2 separate regions of the Mus musculus genome follow, and region 2 is linked to region 1. The links are chromatin contacts, called in public Hi-C maps. All regions are on one chromosome and are shown on one strand. Each heading gives the region's core, a stretch centred on a gene start, on an enhancer-like site or on the middle of the called end of the contact. The rest is flanking DNA. Distances are from core to core; before and after follow the strand shown. Region 1 overlaps Vat1l (vesicle amine transport protein 1 like). Region 2 overlaps Vat1l (vesicle amine transport protein 1 like).

Evidence for each region. A called contact is a pair of places that touch in the nucleus more often than the background predicts.
Region 2: a contact with region 1 is called in a Hi-C map of the N1E-115 cell line, with 3 times the contacts expected there. The contact joins two enhancer-like sites. A contact is called at or near these places in 2 of 39 promoter capture datasets (HPC-7-derived erythroid cells and liver), 1 of 484 Hi-C or Micro-C datasets (the N1E-115 cell line) and 2 of 9 other capture datasets (adipose tissue and pancreatic islet).

Annotation. Positions count from the first base shown.
Region 1 is chr8:114,260,647-114,264,666 of GRCm38.p6, reverse strand. The region is part of intron 3 of Vat1l (vesicle amine transport protein 1 like); the gene reads right to left. Among named protein-coding and RNA genes, the nearest start is that of Vat1l, 57 kb to the right of the region's middle. Within about 2 kb of position 2,281, at least 12 of the 459 cell types and tissues checked have an H3K27ac peak or open chromatin away from gene starts, as enhancers often do. A contact at or near this core is called in the N1E-115 cell line and pancreatic islet, where this site is marked.
Region 2 is chr8:114,367,898-114,371,946 of GRCm38.p6, reverse strand. Vat1l (vesicle amine transport protein 1 like) reads right to left here. Exons shown (of 9, transcript NM_173016.3): 8 at 2,012-2,095; 9 at 1-300. The coding sequence ends at 202. Among named protein-coding and RNA genes, the nearest start is that of 4933408N05Rik, 18 kb to the right of the region's middle. Within about 2 kb of position 2,451, at least 9 of the 459 cell types and tissues checked have an H3K27ac peak or open chromatin away from gene starts, as enhancers often do. A contact at or near this core is called in the N1E-115 cell line and pancreatic islet, where this site is marked.

The DNA of each region.
Region 1 (4,020 bases), core at 1,032-3,531:
GGCGGTTCCTCAGAAAATTGGACATAGTACTACCGGAGGATCCAGCAATACCTCTCCTGGGCATATATCCAGAAGATGTCCCAACCAATTGATTTAAAATGGATGGCTTTTAAGGTTGTTACCATTTAAGATTTTTCTTTTCTCACACTAACTTGTTCTTTAACTGAGCCCCAGAGAGTCTATCTGAAGATGTTTCTTTGAGACCGTGAAAGCCAAACTAGACCTGAGGGCACAGGCCACCCATCCCAGCTACTTGAGAAGTGGGGGGCCAAGGAGATTGCAAATTCAAGGCCCACCCTTGATACACAATGAGATTGAGACACAAAGGGATACACAATGAGATTGAGACCAAGCATGCTGGCCTCCTTAAATGCAAGCCCCCCAAACCATTGAAAAGCAAAGCAAAAAAAGAGAGCAGGAAAAGCAGTGTCTATCGGCGTCATAACCACTTCTGAGTTCTCTTCGAAAATAGACTTCGGCTTAGCTCCTCTAAAGGTTGTTTTCACTTTTAAACAGCTTATGGAAACCACAGGCCATTAATGTGGTCAGAGAATGGGAAAATAAACTTAGCATAACGAACCTGGGCATGCACTGAGAAAATGCGTAGAGGAAATGGAGAGGAAAGATTTATTCCAAAGAATCATAGACTGGTGTTTTCCGATTTCACCAATGCACAGAGGCACTGACTTGCAAAGGTACCATGCACTATATTACAAAGCCCGGGCCTCTGGACATTCACATTATCCTTAAGCCTTTCTTGTATGACAATATAAACTCCCATGTTGGGACTTCACAATTAACGTTGTCCTTTGCCTGCTCAACAATTCAGTCCATTCCATTCTGGGAAGAACATGATAGTCAAATCCCACCTTGGGGACTGCTCTCTGTGACCTACCAAAAAACCAGCAAGGTGTATCCTATGAGCTTGCCCATTGTTCTCTAAAGATTTGTCAGTTTTCCTTTTCCTTTGTTGTGGAGGGTGGAGACCTGGAGACAGGAGCTGATGTAGAGACTAGAAGAGGAACGAACCCCTTACTGTCTTGCTTCCCAATAGCTTGCTCAGCTTACTTTTTTATTGAACCCAGGGCCACCTGCCCACTCATAATGGTCTGGGCCCTCTCCCATTAGTCACTAATTAAGAAAATGCCCTACTGGCTTGCCAATAGCCCTATCTTATGCAAGCACTTTCTCAATTGAGGCTCCCTCCTCTCTGATAACTTCACCTTGCAGCAAGTTGATATAAATTAGCAGCAACAGAGCTATGGGGGAAGCCATCACCCAGCCTAAAGTGGGGCTTTCCAGGAGTGTTTCAGAATCATTGGTGATGCTGTGAGCGAGCCAGATAAACTCATTGGCTCACCAAGGGAGACTTGAGTGTGTCAGTTGGTCCCTATTGTTGAGTAGATGTTTGCTAACAGCGTCTAGACGTTTACACAACAGGATCTTCTTCGTATTAGCTCCCTGCAAAGCAGTAGACACATTGTTTTTTGCAGAGACTTGGTAGGGTACTAGTTATATGAATGAATACATCTCAGAACTGGTACCATCCAGTATCCTCTTTAGAGACCTCTTGAAATGCAGATTCCTAGGCTCTACAAAAACCTTCTGTAGGAGAACTGTCCAGATGGGGAGTTGCAGTCTGAATTTCATAAGTCTTCTTAAGGAATCAGATACACAGGGCTGGGGGTGGGGGCTGGGGGAGGTGCTGGAGAGATGGCTCAGTGGTTAAGAGCACTGACTGCTTTTCTAGAGGTTCTGAGTTCAATTCTCAGCAACCCATGGTGACTCACAATTATCTGTAATGGGATCCGATGCCCTTTCTGAAATGTGTTTGAAGATGGCTACAGTATATTTATAGAAAATAATTAAGTCTTTAAAAAAAGATACACAGAACTCTGGATGCAGGTAATCCTAAGTAGGTGACATCTACTCCATGGGGAGTAGGTAAGAAGTCTACCCAACAGACTTGAATGGCAGGTTTCTATTCAAACCCCAACTAGGACTTGGTTCTTAGTGTATCCTTTCTAAGTTCCTGAGGGATTCTGATGTGCAGCAGTGCTGGGATGCACTGCTTCATGATGGTTTCCTGCCTCTAATGTGTTCTGTCATGGCCCTGACACGCTCCATTTCCTCTTTGCCTAAGTGAGGTTGACATCACAGTCACACACAGGCCCAGTGTGTGGGATCCTGTCAGTTAAGACAAATTGACATAGACTTCTGTGACTCAGACACAGGAAGAGGAAATAAGTCCTTAACACCAAGAGCAGGGCCTGAAACTCTTAACCCTCTGGAAGTACCTGACCTCTGAGCTATCCCGGGTTGGAGCCATGGAAGCTGTACACCGAGTTTCCCAAGAGCTCTGACTCATCAGCCAATTGTAATTGTAACTTTCCTGTGGCTATTTTCTCTGAATTGAAATACCCACTCTCCCTGAAAAGGGGCCTTGCAAACCTCAGGAAGGGAAATGGAGAGAGTATACACTTTTCTTCAGGTCTCAGAGCTACAGCCACAGGCAAGATTCGAACCACCTTTGTCAACTTCGGTCAACTTTGTCTGCCCAGGCTGTTATGGGATAGCAGTGAGTATGAGAGCTACAGTAGGCTTCAATGGGTAGAGGGGGGGAAGAAAGGAGAGGGAGAAAGAAGAGAGGGGGGAGAGAGAGAGGAAAAGAGAGAGAAGAGGAGAGGAGAGGAGAGGAGAGGAGAGGAGAGGAGAGGAGAGGAGAGGAGAGGAGAGGAGAGGAGAGGAGAGGAGAGAAGAGAAGAGAAGAGAAGAGAAGAGAAGAGAAGAGAAGAGAAGAGAAGAGAAGAGAAGAGAAGAGAAGAGAAGAGAAGAGAAGAGAAGAGAAGAGAAGAGGAAGAGAGAGACTCTTAACAGGCTAGTTGATTTCCATCAAGCATTGTGACTGACACTTGCTGCCATCTCATGCTTCCAAGCCTGTCCTTGGTCCCCACCATGAACACAGGCTCAGAGAAGACAATTGCACAGCCTCAAGGTAGTTCTGCCAGGACTGGAACCAGGTTTAGAAGTGTAACTGGAAGTGATGGGATTTAACCCATGCCTCTGTAGTGTCAAGGGCAAGCTCATGGTTCATTGTTATTGACCTTCAGTGAAAGAAAAAGGAGACAATGCAGAGGTGGCTTGGCAAGATGAAGCTCCCATTCCTTGGACAGAAAAGGTCCAGGGGGAGGAGACAAGAGAGGTAAAAGGGAGGGTACCTATGATCAAATTGCCATATATACCTATATGGCTATAGCAACACAAGGTGCATTGATTTGTACAATGAATATGTGTTCATAATTGTAATAGGGGCTATTATGGCCCAGTTGCTAGAGTTCTTTCCTAGCATGCAAGAAAGCTTGAGTACAATGCCCAGCACTGCTTAAAACTAGAATTGTGGCACAGGCCTTTAATTCTATTACTCAAAAGGTAGAGGCAGAAAAATCGAAATTGAAGACTACACTTGGCTCATGCCTGCTAGCTTCAGGCCAGTCTGGGCTACATAAGGCTCTGCATCAAAAAAAAAAAAAAAAAAAAAAAATAAGGGCTAGATGTGTTGATATAAGCCTTTAATTCCAACACTGGGAAAGTCAGAGACAGGCAGGTCTTTGTGAGTTTACAGGCCAGCCTGGTCTATATAACAAATTCAGGTCAGCCAGGGCTACATTGTGAGGCCCTTTCTTTATATACATATATATGTATATGTGTGTATGTATATGTATATATATATATATATATATATATATATATATATTAAGATAAATTTTGCAAAAGATGGAAGGGAGGGGGGTCATAAACCAATACTCTTAGCTTTTGACAGTTGATGGTTTCTTGGGGTGGGATAGTCAGGCTGCTTTCTTTGTAAGTATGGTACCTGGTAGGTTGACCACACTCCCGTGGAAAGCCCCGCATCTGAGAGTATATGGGCAACACAATCAGACTCAGTGAGTTAAATTAAAAATTAAAAACAGAGGAAACAACATTGGGAGCGGGGAGAATTGGAGGGGGAACTGCAAGGAG
Region 2 (4,049 bases), core at 1,202-3,701, 110 kb before region 1:
GAAGGGACACAATACTGCATGGAATGGGATTGGCACTTAATTCCAAACACAACAGTGATCAACAGCTTCTTAGCTTGGCTGACTGCAGACAAACACGACACACACTGGACTACAGCATTGGTTCACTGGGGCACAGAAGAGTTCTCCTGGCGGCCATCTTCTTCCCAGCCATCCTCCACTTTCACCGATGCGAGGTCTGGCTTACTGGATGAAGGGCATCCTCTCTTTGTTCTCGCTGTCCCCTTCATGGTCCTCTTCTTCCTCCCCTGCCTCGCTGGTCTCTGTGCTGTCATTGGCCATCTGCAATTCAACAGAGGTCATGATAAAGGTCATGTATCCCACTCCCTCACCATCTCTGAGCATTGGATGAAGCATCACTGAGATGGACTGAAGCATCATGGGATGGACTGAAGCATCATGGGATGGACTGAAGCATCATGGGACGGACTTCTTTCAGACTGGTCATTTCTATATTCTATAGGAAGAAGTCTCTCTGAGGACCCCTTCTATACCCTTTACTAGTACCTGCTAAGGCTCTGCTGCCGCCTTTAACATCACTTCATAGCTCTGGAGATAACCTCCTTGGGTCCATCCTGATTCTCACGATGTTCTGGATTCAGCTTGACTTCATGTTGTCATCCCTTCAATTCTAGCTTTCCATCTAGAAGGGATGAGACATCTTCCCTACCACTGACGCTTCAAATACCCATGCTTCACTGTCTCTTTCTTCCTTTGGGTGTCAGGGTAAGAACATTCTCAGAAAACAGGAACTATAACTCAACAGGGGTAGAGCTGAGCTCTTGTTGGCCCAAATGGGAGCATCTTTTGGTTTTCATGTGACGGGTTCTGACCCTTGGTCAAGTAAACCTAACCCTAGACCAAGGACCATCAGAACATCATGGGTTCGTGGAGACAGGCATTGCCTTTGCATGGAAAGCCAGTGCCAGATAGTTTGTTTAAATGCAATAGTTGGCCAGGGCAGCTCTAGAACCTTCTATGCACGGTACTGAAAGAGACATATTTACGTAGACCACAGTGTATTTGCGTGGGAGTCCTTGGACCCTAGCTCTTCCTTCCTAATTCCACAATATCATTCCCTACTTCAATAGTCCTGTGATGTCATATTTTTAAAAACTATATTCATGTTGTTATCAGCAATGTAAGTGGCACAAATGACCCTTCCTTTAACTCTCTTGTGTGGAGTGAAATTGCGGTACACCTAAGCTATAGAAGACAAGAATCTGTTTCTGAAAACATACACTTGGGCTGAGAACCATAGATCATTTTACTTATTTCACTTCTATTTCTTGAAAGTGGCAGATACTGCTGCACAAACCTCCATACTTTCTTTGTTTGGCCTACCTAGAACTTAGAGGGGTGGGCCATACTCAGCACCTGCCTTTCTAACTGACTGAGAGGAACCTGTCAGTCTCTTGCTTATAAATAGGACCAAAGGTGGTGGGCTAAACTTTCCCAGGTTGCAAATGGGACTGAGAACCCAGCTTTGAATGCAAGCACTCAGAGGTTCAAGGCTACATCCTATGCCATCTGTCCCCCAAAGATGCTAGTTTGGGACCAGGTAAATCTTATGTGCTGTATTCTTGTGGGTTGCTTGGATATTAGGATTTTCTCCCGACGAAAGCAAGTGAATTCAAGAGGAATACCAGAAGAATCCTGAAGGTAGTGAGCACCAATCTGTTGGGTCCATGTATGTGCATTAAGATTAGCTAGGAAGCCTTTGCATTGGTGCCTAGACATAACAGTTGTAAATGTTTGGTTTTTTCCTATCCATTTTCTGTCTGTCCCCACTCAGCAATTTTCCTGTCTTTCTCAAACACTTTAATTTTTCCATCTCCACTTTCATTAGTCCGTGGCTAATCCCTCATTCTGGCATCATGGGAGAGCTTGCAAACTGCCTGTATTTCCTCGGACACCAGCTCTGACTACTTCTGACGATCCATCGGTTTGTCTTTGGTGTTGAGCTGGGTAGTTCCCTCTACGTTCCACTTACCAGCGGGGTCGGCGTCTTTTCCACATCCAGAATTAACTTCCCGATGTTCCCTCGGTCGTGGATGCGCTGCATGGCCTCTTTTACCTGGGGCACAAGACATGAGAGACATGAGTGAAATCAGGAAAATGTGCCCGAAGAAGGCAATCCACCCGCCTTCCACCAGAGGGCGCTACAGCTCAAATAGTGGTTCAGCCAGCAACTTTTTGTGGCGCAAATCTATTCAATCGACTCCTGTCAGTCACACATGCTGACCTGTCCTGTAAGTCTTCTGGGTCTGAAAAATAAGGGTTGTAGTTTTCACAACGAAAGGATAAATATATATTTTATAAGTCAGAATGGTCTGGCAGAATGTTAAACAATGAGAGTATTTGTGAGGGTTTGAGACCTGCCTACTTAAGTGTTACGTAACTCTGCTTCATAATTTTTGGCTAAATAAGCTAGTTACCAGGGCAAAACCCGCATTTGCGAAATCCCTTAGCTTTCTAGTTGCTGGGGTAAAACTGCTTCTACCTAGCGGCACTCTCGTTAGAGGAGCATCTTCCCTAGAAACAAGGACCTATGGTTTCCTTTCCCACGTCCAGGCGCTTATCAGACTCACGAATGTCACTGCGGGACCGGATGGGGACAAGGATGGGGGACAGTGATCACCTGCGAAAGGAAAGTCCATTTGTTCTGAGCCTTTCTTTTTGCTGCTGTGCAGAACATGAACTGCAGGGGGCGCTGTGGGGATTAATAGAGAAGACACTGAACCTTGCCTGCCCTCCATGTATGTCTCAAGTGAAATCTAAACGGGATGCAACATCTCTTGCCTCACAAAAGTCAATTTATAAAAACTTAAAATAGGTTGAGTCTAAATATTTTTGTAAAGTCTCACAATTTTAATACTCTTGTTCCTTCAGCTTCAAGGTTAGATGCTCTGACATTAAAAAAAAAAAAGTCAGACATCGTTAACTGCGCATAGGGAACTCAGCCTGTGGCTGATGGAGAAATGTTTGCTTATTTGAAAATCAAAGGCTTCTTGCTATTCATTTGAATCCAAACTCACAGAACCATTAAAATGTTTGTGTTCAAATTGCTTTTCTGGGACTTTAGAGACACAATTCCATTTATGGGAGAAAAACATAAAAGATAATGACTTCGTTGCTTTTAGTGGCAAAACACTGAAACAGCTTATGTGTCGAAGTAAAGGGATGGGTAAATAAACAATGGCTTTTTACATTCATCTACCAAGTGGGGATGTTGCAGAGCTGTTAAGGAAAAGAAAGATATATGCCACTAATTATAAAGTAGACACGGCAGGATCGAATGCTTTTGTAATCTTGCTAAATGAGAAAACCGAAAGAAGTACTTTTATTTACATCTCTATAAAAATGTAGGTATTGTAAAACAGCTGGGAAGGAAGGCTTGCAGGTGTGCCTTGAAAGTCAGGCGGAGAAAAGGAGGGCATTTTGACTCTACCATCCAAATAATATTATGCAGTCATGTGCTGTCAAATCAACACTTAATATAAATTCCATGGGTCTTTCCAATGCAGTTTTTTTGGTCTCTATGCGATGAGGAACAACCTGTTTTTTAGACTGAGAATGTCAGGTAATTGTGAATTATTATTATTATTATTGACCCCGATAAACAAACCAGTTGAGTCCTTCCATTTACATGATGACTTCTGAAGTATTTTCACACTTGGTCATAAAACCTGGTACCATTGGTCACCCCTGACCATCTGTGGAGGCTGATTCTGAAGCTCTCCACGGACTCCAACATAGAACCTACATAGAACCTACACACATTTCCCCATAGACTTTTTTTTTTCCTAGATTATTTGTTCCACCAAGTACCACATGATACTGTGCTCTTCGACTGTCTAGCAAATCACGAAAGCAAATCAAAGTCTTCACATTCAGGGCCTGGAGAGATGGCTCAGTGGTGAAGAGCACTGACTGCTCTTCTTAAGGTCATGAGTTCAAATCCCAGCAACCACATGGTGGCTCACAACCATCCATAATGAGAACTGATGCTCTCTTTTGGTGGGTCTGAA